Linked DNA regions of Sus scrofa: regions 2 and 3 are each linked to region 1. The links are chromatin contacts, called in public Hi-C and HiChIP or PLAC-seq maps. All regions are on one chromosome and are shown on one strand. The core of a region is the stretch at or near the end of the contact, and the rest is flanking DNA. Distances in the headings are between cores, read along the strand shown. Region 1 overlaps LOC110259341 (a long non-coding RNA gene). Region 2 overlaps SLC44A2 (choline transporter-like protein 2). Region 3 overlaps SLC44A2 (choline transporter-like protein 2).

What was found. A called contact is a pair of places that touch in the nucleus more often than the background predicts. HiChIP or PLAC-seq counts read pairs in DNA pulled down with a chosen protein or histone mark.
Region 2: a Hi-C map of retroperitoneal adipose tissue shows a contact between it and region 1, with 1.8 times the contacts expected there. The contact joins two enhancer-like sites. A contact is called at or near these places in 1 of 5 promoter capture datasets (fetal liver), 13 of 47 Hi-C or Micro-C datasets (blood, embryonic fibroblasts, fetal skeletal muscle and 8 more) and 1 of 2 datasets of contacts at active chromatin or transcription factors (alveolar macrophages).
Region 3: a contact with region 1 is called in an H3K27ac HiChIP or PLAC-seq map of alveolar macrophages. The contact joins two enhancer-like sites. A contact is called at or near these places in 1 of 47 Hi-C or Micro-C datasets (embryonic fibroblasts) and 1 of 2 datasets of contacts at active chromatin or transcription factors (alveolar macrophages).

What each region holds. Positions count from the first base shown.
Region 1 is chr2:69,218,769-69,223,755 of Sscrofa11.1, forward strand. LOC110259341 (a long non-coding RNA gene) reads left to right here. Exons shown (of 3, transcript XR_002341637.1): 2 at 3,094-3,201; 3 at 3,859-4,987. Among named protein-coding and RNA genes, the nearest start is that of CDC37, 8.4 kb to the left of the region's middle. Within about 2 kb of position 2,488, at least 30 of the 83 cell types and tissues checked have an H3K27ac peak or open chromatin away from gene starts, as enhancers often do. A contact at or near this core is called in alveolar macrophages, omental adipose tissue and retroperitoneal adipose tissue, where this site is marked.
Region 2 is chr2:69,392,542-69,397,528 of Sscrofa11.1, forward strand. SLC44A2 (choline transporter-like protein 2) reads left to right here. Exons shown (of 22, transcript XM_021083792.1): 13 at 1-37; 14 at 211-295; 15 at 1,142-1,404; 16 at 1,490-1,584; 17 at 2,232-2,335; 18 at 2,441-2,514; 19 at 2,606-2,676; 20 at 2,851-2,939; 21 at 4,262-4,346. Among named protein-coding and RNA genes, the nearest start is that of ILF3, 19 kb to the right of the region's middle. Within about 2 kb of position 1,925, at least 14 of the 83 cell types and tissues checked have an H3K27ac peak or open chromatin away from gene starts, as enhancers often do. A contact at or near this core is called in alveolar macrophages, omental adipose tissue and retroperitoneal adipose tissue, where this site is marked.
Region 3 is chr2:69,368,657-69,373,643 of Sscrofa11.1, forward strand. All of the region lies in intron 1 of SLC44A2 (choline transporter-like protein 2), which reads left to right. Among named protein-coding and RNA genes, the nearest start is that of SLC44A2, 6.2 kb to the left of the region's middle. Within about 2 kb of position 2,480, at least 3 of the 83 cell types and tissues checked have an H3K27ac peak or open chromatin away from gene starts, as enhancers often do. A contact at or near this core is called in alveolar macrophages, where this site is marked.

The DNA.
Region 1 (4,987 bases), core at 1,238-3,737:
TGGCTACAGCTCCGATTCGACCCCTAGCCTGGGAACCTCCATATGCCACGGGAGTGGCCCAAGAAATAGCCAAAAGACCAAAAAAAAAAAAAAAAAAAAAAAGACAAAAAGAAAGAAAGAAAGAAAGAGAAAAAGAGACATTTGTTGAGCACCTGCTGTATGCTAGCATTGTCCTAGGTCCTGGACAGCAGGGAGGAAAAAAACAGACCAATATCCTGATCTCATGTCCTAACCAAAGAACAGGCAATAACTAATAAATAATAGGTAAATTACATATCTTGTTAGAACATTATATACATCTATAACAATCAAGCAGAGTCAGGGAGATCAGGCAGTGAGAGGAGCATAGAATATCTGAGGCTAGTTTTCTAGGTGAAGGGAAAAGCAAGTGCAAAGGCCCTGAGGTCTAAATATGCTTGAAGTGTTTGAGGAACAGCGAGGAGGCCAGTAGGATGAGGGGGAAGATGGGAGGAACTGAGGTCTTTGCGAATGTGTAGCTGTCTCCCATATCTGTTCTATAGCTCCACATGAGTCAACAACAGTGATAATTATTAGTATTATTAGGATAGGGCCTACTGTTTTGTGAGCATCTACTAAGAACCAGGCACTGTGCTCAGAACCTTACATGCATTGCTTCACTTCATCATCACAACAACCTCCTCGGATAGGTAGGACTTTATCCCCATTTTACAGATAAGGAAACTGAAGCTTAAAGAGGTTAGGCAACTTGCCCAAAGGTATAAGTGGCAGAGTCGGGGTTTGAATGCAGATCTGTCAATGTAATACTAGAGCCTAAGCATGGCCCTTACTGCAATGGCTCTTTCTCTGCCTGTCTGAGCACATGTGTCTGTCTGCATACAGAGGAGAAGGTGCACTATTCCCTGAGTGTCTAATCCATTCCTTCATTTATTCATTCAGGATACACTGAGACTACGGGGGGGGGGGCATGATGAATGTGTAACACCTCTTGCCCTCACAGAGCTCTAGTGGGGAGTACAAATAATCACAACCTCAAATGAGGAGTGCTTTAATGGGGGCAGAATAAGCATGAGTGGGAGCCCAGAACATAGGCTAGTTCAGTCTGGCTGAGAAGTGAAAATGACCTTAAGCTATCTTTATATCATTCATCTATTTTTCAACAATTGTCTGTCACAGGTTTGCTTGATGTTAAGCACTAGGTAGCTGAGATGATGTTTACATTCACTTCTACTAGTTCACATTGAACTGACGTGCTAACTAGTGTTATATGGTAAAAAAAAAGAAGTAAGAGGGAAAGTAGGGGGTGAAGTAGCTAGTCCATAGTAGACCTGCTATGAACTTTATGAGTACGCTCTTGAGTCTTCAAAATAATAACCAGACACAGACATTGGACAAACACTTAATAAGAACCTACTACGTTCAAGATTCAGTTTTAGGCACTAGAAATACAGTAATTAATAAAATAGATAGGGAGTTCCCATTGTGGCTCAGCTGTAAGGAACCCGACTAGTATCCATGAGGACGTGGGTTTGATCCCTGGCCTCACTCAGTGGGTTAAGGATCCAGTGTTGTTGTGAGCTGTAGTGTAGGTTGCAGATGAGGCTTGGATGTGGTGTTAACGTGGCTGTGGTAATAGGCCAGCAGTTCCAGCTCCAATTCAACTCCTAGCCTGGGAACTTCCATATGCCCACAGGTCCAGCCCTAAAAAAAAAAAAAAAAAAAGCAAAAAAAAAAAACCAAAAAGATAAAATATTTGTGTTCTCCTGCAGTTGATATTCTACTATGGGACAAGACAGACAATACATGCAATAGGTAAATTTCATAGTATGTTATGAAATGATGAATGCTGTAGAAAAATAGAGCAGGATAAAGGGGTTCAAGGAATCCTGAGGGGCTAGCAATTTTAAACAGAATTGGGGTGAAGAGAATTGCCACCAGAGATGCCTGGGAAGGTGAGATGTGCACAAAGGCCGGGAGGATGTAAAGGACTTGTGGCTATTTAAGAGAACAGAGTTCTAGGCAGAAAGAACAGCAAGTGCAAAGCCCCTGAGACTAGATTGTGCCTGGTGTGTCCAGAAACAACCAAGAGACCCGTGTAGACAGAGCAGAGTGAGCCACGAGAGTGGGAGGAGATGAGAATAGGTAGGTGACTGAATACATCAGGGTGAACCGTGTGGGCCTCTTCTTGAGGACTTTGACTTCTCTGAGTAAGGTGAAAGCCATGGAGAGCTCTGAGCAGAAGAGGGAAAGGATCCGACTTGGGTTCTAACAGGCTCCCACAGGCTCAAATGTCAATAGCATCTATTAAGCACTTACTGAGTTCAGGACGCTGTTCTGCGAGCATTCAATATGGTATAATATCATTTTATTCTCATAAAGAACCTGTAAGGATTACCATTCCATTTCACAGAGGTGAAACCGAGGCTCAGAAAGTTTAAGTCATTGGCCTATGGTCACACAGCAATGACTTGCAGCGCCTGGGTGTGAAGGCGCAGTGAGCCATCCTTCCCCTCCCCCAAGCTTTTAGCCAGGGATCGCCGGCCGCAGAGCGCACTCATCATCGGGAGTTGCGTCTGTGTCCCTGTCTGTCTGTTTCTATTTCCACGCGTCCCTGTCTGTCTCCGCGCGCCTCTGCTTGTGCGTCCCCCATCTGTGCCCAAGCCGCCGTCTCGCTGCGCCCGGCCCCCGCACCTCGGAGCTATTTCGGGTTTTGGCATAAAAGCCCAACAGCTCGGAGGAGAGGCTTCCTCCGGCCCCCGGCTCGGACCACGCGCCACACGCGGTCGGCTCCGGGAGCTCCGCGTCTTCTTTGAGGGATCCCCAGGCTGGGGAAGCCCCCGCGGGAGGACAGCTGGGGGCTGGGGCGACCCGGGCCCGAGGCTCCCGGCCCCCCAGTGGCCAATCCCGGCATTGACGCTGTCCACAGCCCAGCCGTGCGTCAGCTATCGTTCTGGCAACAGGCGTGCGACGTCACCGACAGGCAGTGCGTCAGCCACCTGCTGACGTAACGCCCCGGGAGAGGCAATTGGCAAGGAGCGGGGGCGGATTTCATGCTCAGCCGGCAGGGGGAGCTCCAGGGCGTTAATGGCGGATGCCTTCGGCCTGGTCCTGCAGGAGGCGCTGGTCCCGGCCAACATGGCCTCTGAAGCCCCTAAGGCGCGCTAGTTTGGAGGGATGAAGAGGAGTTGCAGTGTCCTGTCAGTGGCCTGGACCCAGGACGAGGTGCGAGGGGCGGGGCCCGGGATAGGGGCGGGCTTTGGGCTGCGGTGGTGGTCCGTGGGGCGGCACCTACTGAACACGGCTGCCCACTAGGCCTGGTTGCGCTTCCTCAGGCTTCCCCGATGCCTCAGTTTACTCCCTTGACTTCATTATTCTTCTGCTGCCCAGATTAAGAGGCTCTCAGCCGAGGAGTAGAAGGCAGGGTCTTCCAAGGGACTTTCCAAATAGGAAGAGGATTGTAGGGTGGAGGGGGGCTGTGCTGAGTGTGAGGTCTTAAGGGTCTCAGATGTAAGGGAAGGGGGGGGGTCACAGACATTGAAGCCAAGAAGAGGCTGCATAGACTTGGAGGGTGGTGACATGTTAGAGGGGTTATGCAGTGAGGGACGGAGTAAAGGCATGAGGGCCCAGATCCCCAGGACTGGGACATCAAAAGGGAGCCCCACCAAATGTATGGCTGAGAATAGGCATCCTTCAGATGTAAGAGCCGAGAAGGCACCCTCTGTGGGAGGGATTAGCGAGTGGCTAAGAGTGAGAGGGACAAAGGAGCCTGTATCCCCATCAGCCACTCTCTCTGATGGCCAGAGAGGGACGGTACTGTGGAGAGGGGCTCAGAGCTGCCTGGTCAGGCTGCACCCCTTTCCCTCCCTTGTCCCACCTCAGAGGCCAAGAGAGACCCCTGAACCCAGCCAAGCCAACATGCTGGGGGCTGACCTCCGACGCCCTCGCCGACGCCTCTCCACAGGCCCAGGCCTGGGCTGGACTGAGCCTGAGCCCTTGGACACTGGGGTCCCTCTGCCACCACGGCCCACCACGCTGCCACTGCTGATCCCTCCGAGGATTTCCATCACCAAAGCTGACAGGTAGGCGGGAAGAGGACCAGGCTGGGAGACAGGGTGGAGGAACAGGGCCAGCTGGGTTAAGTCCAGCCACCAGCCACCAGCCCTTTCCTGGGCTACCAGCTCCTGGCTCCCTTTGTTTTGCAAAACTAGCTGAAACTTCTCTTGGACCCTGGTGGGTCAGGTTATAATGTCCTTCCTCCAAGAGGCACCTCTTGCAGCGTCTAGAAACCCCTTCTGCCATTTTGCTGCTGCTTGAGTTAGCAAGGGGCAGGATTTCTGAAAGGATTTTCAACCCTCCAGTCCCCACGGTGGTCTCATGATTGGAAAGCTGGAATAGGCTAGGGAGTAAGCCTCCCACGAGTCCGCTGTGCACCTCTGTTTCCCTTTCTGAGAGGATGCAGTTTCTTCCAGGCCTTAAAAGGGGATGGTGAAACCCTGGAGGAGGTCTGGATGGGGCATTTTTCTTTCTCCTGAGCCCAGCTTCACACTGCACTTTCTCAGCTGGGGTCCTTGGAGGGCACTTCAACCCCAATCTTGGGCCAAGGATGAATCTGAAAGCCAGACAGCTGAGCTGGTCCTGGCTGCTGGCTGGGCCCCTGCCCCCACTGCCTCCCCAGGCCACTGTTCTCTGCAGCCTCGATCTTCCAAGCCACCCCTTTATCTACTCAGTTGGAGGGCTCCTGGGTGTCTGCTTTTTCATGGTACATGGTTCATTTCCAGATGGGAGAGGAAGTGACTGTCATTCCCCCTTACTAACCACCCCCCAGCCCCCCAAATATCCCTCTGGCCTCTGCCTGGTTCAGGCCACAGCTTCAGCTACCAACTCTGGCCCACTGCCTTGGTCCTTCTTTGTTCTGCAAACCTTGCTGTGACCTTCCCCCTCCTCCCACCATCACTTGTTACCCATCCAGAGCTTTGGCCAACACAAGGGCTCCCCACCCACCAAGAAT
Region 2 (4,987 bases), core at 675-3,174, 170 kb after region 1:
TGTGCCTTTGCATCGCTTACTGGGCTAGCACTGCTATGTATCCACCATCAAACCTGGATCTCTGACCCCAGGAGTGGCTAAGTGCCAAACGTGCCTGGAGGTGACCTGCAGCCAGGGAGCAAGGCCAGAACCTGGTGAGGGGATGGATTCTTCTCCAGGAGCCCATGGGGTCCCTAATTCCAGACCTTGGTTTCCTTAACGAGTCTCCAGCTTCCTGTCTACTTCCAATGAAGCCGTCTATAAGATCTTTAGCGACACTGACTGCCAAGCTGTTGGGAAAACCTGCAACCCTGAGGTGGGTGTCCAGAGGTGGTGGGTAGCTGTTTCCCAGCAGCCCCACTTGGGGACCATTGAACAAACATTTGGCACCTGCTGTATGCTCTGTGCTGGATGTGGGGGGCATGGAAGGGAAGAGCTCCAGCCCGGCAGCCGCTCCCCTCACCCCCATCCCAAGTGTTGAACCACTCACCTTTCTCTCCCTTGACTTCATTTCCTGGGTCCCCCACTCCCAGCACCTTTCTCTTAACCCAGCGTTAGCCAGCTCTTGCTTCTAGAACCCCTACCTTGCCTTTCACAAGCCCCTAACCTACCCTCTGTTGTACTTATACTGATCTCTGCCACTTGCGATCTGTCCCCCTGGCTGTTGTATTGATTCCCCAAATACCTGTCTCACTTCACTGATGCCCATTGAGTCAGTGATCCCTAACCTTGCTTCCGGAACCCCTTTTGCAAGCCCCTATTCTAAACCCCCAATCCCTTGATTAACTTTTTTTTTTTTTTGTCTTTTTTAAGGCTACATCCACGGCATATGGAGGTTTCCAGGCTAGGGGTCTAATCAGCCAGCCTACGCCACAACCACAACATCAGATCCGAACCAAGTCTGCAACCTATACCACAACCCACCGCAACACTGGATCCTTAACCTACTGAGCGAGGCCAGGGATTGAACCCACAACCTCATGGTTCTTAGTCGAATTTGTTTCCACTGCGCCGCAATGGGAACTCCCCAACCCCTTGATTAACTCTGATTCCCATGATACCTGCCCAACCCTGTTGTCTGCCTGACCCAGACCTGATGCCCAAAGCCCAACCTGAACCCCTAGCCCCTATGATGTGACTAGGCTCTGTGTCCCTCCCACAGAACTTCTCCTCCTCCAGTGAATTCCACCTGTGCCCTGGTGCCCACTGTCAGTTCGCCTTCTACGGTGGTGAGTCTACTTACCACCGGGCCCTGCTGGGCCTGCAGATCTTCAATGCCTTCATGTTCTTCTGGCTGGCCAACTTTGTGCTGGCACTGGGCCAGGTCACACTAGCTGGGGCCTTCGCTTCCTACTACTGGGCTCTGAAGAAGCCAGATGACCTGCCAGCCTTCCCGCTCTTCTCTGCCTTCGGACGGGCGCTCAGGTGGGGCCCCAGGTGGGCAGGGGGTAGGGGTAAGATGGAGTGGAAGAGGCCTACCCTGGCCACTGACCAGCCCCTTGGCCCAAAGGTATCACACAGGCTCGCTGGCCTTTGGCTCGCTTCTTCTGGCCATCGTGCAGATCATCCGAGTGATGCTTGAGTACTTGGATCAGCGTCTGAAAGGTATGGTCCAGGGGTGGTTGGCATGGCTCCTACTGGGGAAGGGAGGGTGGTGACAAAGGGGCAGATTGGGATTGGTTCTTGTGTGGGGGTAGGGCTGAGGTGACAGGGACAGTGATTGGTTTCTGCATGGGCGGGGTATATGGGGGGGACGACAGGAGGCCCCCCTCCCAGGCTTGAGTGATTGGTTCCTGCGATGGAGGAGTGACTGGGAGAGCCCATTGGGCCGAGTTTTTTACTGTTGAGAGGGCAGGAACAAGAGGCCAGGGCCACCATTGGTTACTCAAGAGAGGGTTGGGCTGGGATTAGTTGTACTTTGGGGTGGGGCTAAGGAGGCCTCAAGGATTGGCTTCTGCCTGGGAGGCGGGGCAAGAGTAGCATTGCAGTTCCTCATGGATTCCTGTCTTGGGGTTGCGCTGAATGCGCCTCTTTGGGGGCGGGGCTGAGGATCCTGGCCCAGGTCGGTTCCTACTAGTGTGTGGGACAGGACCCCGGGGGTCCTGGACCAAATTTCCTCTCTCCAACTCTTTGAGAAGGTGGGCTCTAAGGGTCCTAGACTGTGGCAAGTGAGAGTAACTGGGGGGATGGGGGTGGGGTTCTACCAGGGCAAGTGGGGTCTCCGCTCACCTCTGCATCCCTTCCACTACCAGCTGCGGAGAACAAGTTTGCAAAATTCCTCATGACCTGTCTCAAATGTTGCTTCTGGTGCCTGGAGAAATTCATCAAATTCCTCAACAGGAATGCCTACATCATGGTGAGTAGGCTTGGGATCAGGAACTAACCCACGAGATCCTGTGGGGTGGAGAAGCCCTCATGCCCCACCCGAAGGGCCTGATCCATCCCTCCCACTTCCCTCCAGATTGCCATCTACGGCACCAACTTCTGCACCTCGGCCAGAAACGCCTTCTTCCTGCTCATGAGAAACATCATCAGGTCAGGGAAAACACCATTCTTCTGGCCTCCTCTCTCCTCCCCTGTGGCCCTGAGCCAGCATTCACGCCTGCCTCTTTACTGTCCCCTGCAGAGTGGCTGTCCTGGACAAAGTTACCGACTTCCTCTTCCTGTTGGGCAAACTTCTGATTGTGGGTAGCGTGGGTGAGTGCTACTCATCCAGCCTGCCCAGTTGTGGGGAGCCTGTTGGGGGCCACTTGAGAACCGCTGTTGGGCCCCCATATCTCCTGTGATATGTTCTCTTCCTTAGGGTATTTTTGGGGGTGCTCCCTTCTTTATCCAGAACCTTCTCCATCTTGATTTCCTTCCTCTTTCCAGGGATCCTAGCTTTCTTCTTCTTCACCCACCGAATCAGGATCGTGCAGGACACAGCACCACCCCTCAATTATTACTGGGTGCCTATACTGGTACGAACCTTTGGTGACAGACAGGTTGGGGAGAAGATGTTGGGACTTGCCTGGGCTCCTTTGGACAGATGTGCATGGGAGTCGGAGGTGGGGAATTGATGATTAACTCAGGCCACAAACACTTATTTAGTACCAACTGTGTTCTAGGCATGAAGTGGGAGGGCTTCCCTTTAAAGGCCTCACAGTTTAGTAGTAAAGGATGTTAATCAATAATGATGTGGGTGAGGAGTTCCCTGGTGGCTCAGCAGGTTAAGGACCTGGCATTGTCGCTGCTGTGGTTCAGGTCGCTGGTATGGCTGTGTGGCTCAGGTTCAATCCCTGGCCTAGGAACTTCTGCATGCTGTAGACACAACCAAAAAAAAAAAAAAAGTATCACTTTGGGGGTTTTTTGTTTGTTTTTTAATTTTTGGCCACCCCATGGCCTATGGAGTTTCTGGGCCAGGGATCAGATCCAAGCCGCAGTTGCAACTTACACCACAACTGCAGCAACACTGGATCCTTTAACCCACTGTGCCAGACTGGGGATCAAACCTGTGTCCTGGCGCTGCAGAGATGCTGCTGATCCGTTGCACCCCAGCAGGAACTCCAGTATCACTTTGTTTTTAAAAAAAAAAAAAAAAATGATGCGGGTGGATGCATGATTGCAAACTTATATGTGTCACAGAGCAGAATTACAGGGAACCAACTGTTTCTGGTGGAGGATTTGGGCAGGTGTGGGAGTTCAGAGGGCTTCACTGTGGAGGTGGGTCACATCTGAGGTCTAAAGGAGATGCAGGCAACATCCAGGCAGAGGGAACAAGAACGGAGGCGCTGAGGCAGGACTATTCCAGGAACAATGAGCCAATCACTCTGGCTGGTGTGAGGGAGTGACGTGGAGAGGGGTGGCGATAAGGGCCTTGGCAGAGTTATGTCATCACCCTAAGAGCCGTGCAGTATCAGGGCAGGCCTTGGGGCCCAGTGTCCTAGATCTTTATCTTCCTCCTCTCCTTGCTAGTTTGAAGATGAGTGACTTTGGGCAAGTTAATTTAATCTCTAAAGTCCACTCGCTTCAGTTGCTCAGTGTTTATCAGGTATCTCCCACGGCCCTGCGAGTCTCCAGATTGCTGGGAATATAGTGATAAGTGAGTGAGTCAGACAGTCTAGTAGGGATGTGGGTAGTAACCTGTCTTGCCCTGGATGTGCGTTGAATTGTACAGAGGCCTCAGAGCAGAGACTCATCAGCAGGGAAATGGCATGACCCCAGCCTGGGAGAGATGTGGTGGTGGGTGTGGGTTGCCCTAGGTAAGAGCTGGAGTGGAAATGGCTCATCTGTCTTTGCCCAGACGGTAATCGTTGGCTCCTACCTGATTGCCCATGGCTTCTTCAGCGTCTACGGCATGTGTGTGGACACGCTGTTCCTCTGCTTCTGTGAGTGACCCCTCACTTGGCGGGACCCCGACTCCCTCCCCCACTCTGGGCAGACCATCTCCCTCCCCTGGGGCTGCACATTTGCCTGCCCAGCACCCCCCACCCCGGGGCCCCGGCTCAGCACCCCCTCGGCTCCCTCCTGCACTCAGAGTTTCAGAGCTGCTCCATTCTGTTGTCCCCTGGTTCAGGCTGCAGCTGGGACGCTCTGCCCCTGGGCCCTCAGCTTTGGAGTTTCTGGCTTTGTTGGGGGGGGGGCGGGGGGATCTGTGGCTGCCACTAACTCTGGTCTCTCCATCTGTCTGTTTGTGTTTGTTTTCTCTCTTTTCTCTTCCTCTCCTCATGCCTGCTGGCTTCCCTGTTCTTCCCTGCCTCCTTTCCCCCACCCTTCCTGACTCTCCCATTTCCCGCCTGCTGGTTCCTGGGGGGAGCCCAGGTGAGGACCTGGAAAGGAATGACGGCTCTCAGGAGCGACCCTACTTCATGTCGCCCGAGCTGAGAGACATCCTGTTGAAGGGGAGTGCGGAGGAGGGGAAGCGGGCCGAAGTTGAGGAGTAGAGCTGGAGGCTGGCTTGGGAGCCAGGCAGGCCTCCTCGTTTCCTCCCTGTAGACTGGGGGTGCATGCGGGGCTTTGGGCCTGGGAG
Region 3 (4,987 bases), core at 1,230-3,729, 150 kb after region 1:
GTATCCACAGTGCCTGGCACATAGCACAAAATAAGTGCTCAAGAAATATTAATGAAAATGTGCTTGTTTCACATCATGTTGCTTTTTTTCTTTCCTTTTTTTTTTTTTTTTTTTTTTTGCTTTTTTAGGGCCACACCTATGGCGTATGTAGTTTCCCGGGCTAGGAGTCGAATTGGAGCTGCAGCTGCTGGCCTACCCCACAGCTGCAGCAATGCCAGATCAGAGCCACGTCTGGGACCTACACTCAGCTCATGGAAATGCTGGATCCTTAACTCACTGAGCAAGGCCAGGGATCGAACCCACAACCTCATGGTTCCTAGTTGGATTCATTTCCTCTGTGTCATGACGGGAACTCCAAGGGGGATATTTTTTTATGCAATTTTTTTTTCTTTTTATGTCCCCACCTACAGCATATGGAAGTTCCAGGCTAGGGGTCAAATCGGAACTTCAGTTGAGGCCTGCACCACAGCCACAGTAATGCCAGATCTGAGCTGCATCTGTGACCTACACTACAGCTTGCAGCAACACTGGAACTTTAACCCACTGAGTGAGGCCAAGGATCAAACCTGAATCCTCATGGACACTGTTGGGTTCTTAACACACTGAGCCACAATGGGAACTCCAGGGGGAACATTTTAAACTTCTTTTTTGGGGGGGTGCTGTGCCTGTGGCATGTGGAAGTTCCTGGGGCAGGGACTGAACCCAAGCCACAGCGGTGACAATGGTGTATCCTTAACCTGCTGCACCACAGGGGAAATTCTTTAAACTCTTTATTGAAGTAGAAAAATTCATATGTAAAAGGGTGCAGATCCTTAATGAAGGAAGCTCCAGGAGTCTTCACAGGGTAAACACCCATGTAACCAGCACACAGATCGGGCAAAAAAAACTACCAGTTCCCAGAAGCCCCTTAAGCCTATCATTATCATTATTATTATTATTACTATTACTATTATTATTATTATTTTGTGGTTAAAACCATAACATAAAATTTGCAAACTTAACTATTTTTAGGAGTTCCCATAGTGGCTCAGTGGAAATGAATCCAACTAGGAACCATGACGTTGCGGGTTCGATCCCTGGCCTTGCTCATTGGGTTAAGGATCTGGTGTTGTTGTGGCTCTGGTGTAGGCCGGCAGCTGCAGCTCCGGTTAGACCCCTAGCCTGGGAAACCTCCATATGCCGCCGGTGTGGCCCTAAAAAGACAAAACCAAAAAAAACTGTTTTTAAAGATACAGCTCAGTAGTTTTAAGTATTTTTACATCATTGCCATGTGGCCTGTTTTTGTAAAGCCAATGGACTAAGAATAGCTCTTATATTTTTAAATGGTTCTTAAAAGAAGAATATGTGACTGGAGTTCCTGTTGTGCCTCACCTAGTCTCCATGAGGATGCGGGTTCGACACCTGGCCTTGATCAGTGGGTTAAGGATCCAGAGTTGCTGCAAGCTGAGGTGTAGGTTGCAGATGTGGCTCAGATCTGGCGTTGCTATGGCTGTGGCATAGCAGGCAACTGCAGCTCCAATTCAACTCCTAGCCTGGGAACTTTCATATGGCACAAGTGCGGCCCTAAAAAAAAAAAAAAGAAAAAAATAGAAGAAGAATGAGTGACAGAGGTGAGATGTGAACCACACAGCTGAAAATCTTTAGTATCTGGTCCTTAGAAAAAATTTGCAGATCTCTGTTAAGAACTTTCTTGTCACCATGGAAAGTTCTCTCCTGCCCTTTCCCAGTCAATCCCCAAAGGGAGGATTATTTTTAAACAGGATTTTCAACTCTTATATAACAAAATTAATACATTCTCTCTGTTGGGTCGGGGGCTGAAAATTAAAAATAAGCCCTCAACCATAGAAAATTTTAGCTTTCTAAGTGAAAGAACCTTCACATACCCTCAGCCAGCTGCCCTAACCACAGACATAACCCAGACAAGAAGTCTCTTTCCAGAGCTTAGACTATGAATTTCTGTCTCTCTGTGTATGTGGCATCTGTATCTTTTTTTTTTTTTTTTTGGTTTTCGGTTATTTTAGTGCTGTACCCACAGCATATGGAAATTCCCAGGCTAGGGGTCGAATCGGAGCTACAGCTGCCAACCTGCACCACAGCCACAGCAACGCCTGATCTGAGCCGTGTCTGCGACCTACACTGCAGCTTATGGCAACATCAGCTACTTAACCCACTGAGCGAGGTGAGGGATCGAACCCACATCGTCATGGATACCAGTGGGGTTCAGTTACTGCTGAGCCACAATGGGAACTCTGCATCTGTATCTTTTGAAAGCTCCTCAGGCTGGTTTAATGAGAAAGGGTACTATTTCTAGGGTGGGTTACTATGTTGCCTTATAAGGTGAAGTAGATCTCACCTTGCTGATGGGAAACTATGTCCAGTTAGGTTCATCTGTGAAATGAAGTGGGACCAGTGTGTAGCAAAAGGGGAATACAGAAAAATAGCTACAAATCTGCTTCTGTGTGTGTGGTGTAATAGTGTCCAGAAGGAGGAAAGGGAAACCAGGGAGAGGAATTGCCCCCAGGGAAAGGAAGTGAGGGCTCTGGGCCAAGGGTGAGAGGGAGAGTGATTTTTCTTAGTCTGAAGACTTGTTCTGCCTGAAGTTTTGCTTTTTTTATTTGTTTCTTTTTTTTTTTTTCTTTTTTTTGTCTTTTTGCCATTTCTTGGGCCGCTCCCACGGCTTATGGAGGTTCCCAGGCTAGGGGTCGAATCAGAGTTGTAGCCACGGGCCTACACCAGAGCCACAGCAACGTGGGATCCGAGCCGAGTCTGCGACCTACACCACAGCTCACGGCAATGCCGGATCGTCAACCCACTGAGCAAGGGCAGGGACTGAACCCGCAACCTCATGGTTCCTAGTCAGATTCGTTAACCACTGCGCCACGACGGGAACTCCTCATTTTGTTTTTTAAATCTTGATAAGCATGCAGGTTGCTTAACATAAACAAGTTCATTCATAGCTATAACTTCCTTCAACAAACATTTACCGTGAGGGTACCGGGTTGGGTTGCCAGGTTCTGTCCTAGACCCTGGAGACACAGCAGGCAATGCACCTGTTGAGGTGACATTCTAGAAAGGGACCCAGACAAAATACTAGATGAATGGGGAAAATTCTTAGAATATCAGAGAAGGGCTCTGGAGAAAAGTGTAGCAGGAAGAAGTGTGATCTATAGGGCCTGGAGGCAGGGTTTAAAACGTCAAATGAGGGGAGTTCCCGTTGTGACACAGTGGTTAACGAATCCGACTAGGAACCATGAGGTTGCAGGTTCAATCCCTGGCCTTGCTCAGTGGGTTAAGGATCCGCTGTTGCCGTGAGCTGTGGTGTAGGTTGCAGACACGGCTCGGATCCCGAGTTGCTGTGACTCTGGCGTACGCCTGCAGCTGCAGCTCCAATTAGATCCCTAGCCTGGGAACCTCCATATGCCTGTGGGTACAGCCCTAAAAATACCAAAAAAAAAAAAAAAAAAAAAAAAAAAAATCAAATGGAGCAACAAAATCCTACTGTACAGCACAGAGAATTACACTACCCAATGTTCCATGATAAACCGTAATGAAAAAGAATGTTTATTTGTTTGTTGTCTTTTCTTTTAAATCTTTTTAGGTCTGCTCCCAAGTCATATGGATGTTCCCAGGCTAGAGGTCTAATCAGAGCTTTAGCTGCCAGCCTGTGCCAGAGCCACAGCAATGCCAGATCTGAGCCGCATCTGTGACCTACACCACAGCTCACGGCAACACCGGATCCTTAACCCAGTGAGCGAGGCCAAGGATCGAACCCACAACCTCATGGTTCCTAGTCAGATTCATTTCCTCTGCACCATGATGGGAGCTCCAAGAATGTTTTTTTAAAAAGAGTGTATAGAAGTTCCACTGTGGCACTAAGGGATCAGTGGCATCTCTGCAGCACCAGGACTCAGGTTCGATTCCTGACATGGCACAGTGGGTTAAAGGATCTGGCATTGCCACAGCTGTGGTTTAGGTTGCAGCTACGGCTTGGAGCTGATCCCTGGTTCGGGGAACTCCATATGCCGCAGGGTGGCCAAAAAAAAAAAAAATTTATATTATATATAAATTTATATATAATTTATATTTAATTTATATATACACACACACACACACACACATGCATGTGTGTAATATATTATATATTATATAGTGTATAATATTCAGGTGTATATGTATCTGAATCACCTTGTTGTGTAGCAGAAATTAACACAACATTGTAAATCAACTATACCTCAATAATAAATTTAAAAAAATCAAATGGGGGGATCCGAGAAGGCCATCCTGAGGTGACCAGAAGAGAGAGAAGGCGCCGTCCAGAACGTTTCAGGCAGTGGGCAAGGTCTGTGCAAAGGCCCTGGGGCAGGAGCATAGCTGGTATGTTTGTAGAGGAGGCCCATGTGCCTAGAATGAAGAGATGGGGGGTGGGGGTGTAGAATGGGAGGAGATGAGAACAGAGTGTATAGGGCCTTGCAGATCACAGGAGGACTTGGGCTTTTGTTCTGAGATGGAGCCATTGAGTTCTGAGCAGAGGAGGGATCTGGCCTGACTGAGGGGCTCACAGGCACCCCCTGGACTCTATGGGTTGCAATGGCAGAAGCCAGGAGACGAGGCCAGAGGTAGACCAAGGTGCTAAATAAAGGCATACATCTACAACAAAACTAACCAGAGTTCTGACTCGCAGCCAGGTTCTGAAACCCAGCATTGCCTCTGTTCCAGTTCCAGCTCCATTCTTCCTAGCTCTGTACCAGCATAGACCTTTAGTATCCCTGAACTTTTCATATCTATACCTTTCATATGTCTGAGCCTCAGTTTCTTCATCCAGAAAATAGGATTAACAATAGTATCAGCTCTGGAGTTGCTGTCGTGGCGCAGTGGTTAACGAATCTGACTAGGAACCATGAGGTGGCGGGTTCGATCCCTGGCCTTGCTCAATGGGTTAAGGATCCGGTGTTGCCGTGAGCTGTGGTGTAGGTCACAGATGCGGCTC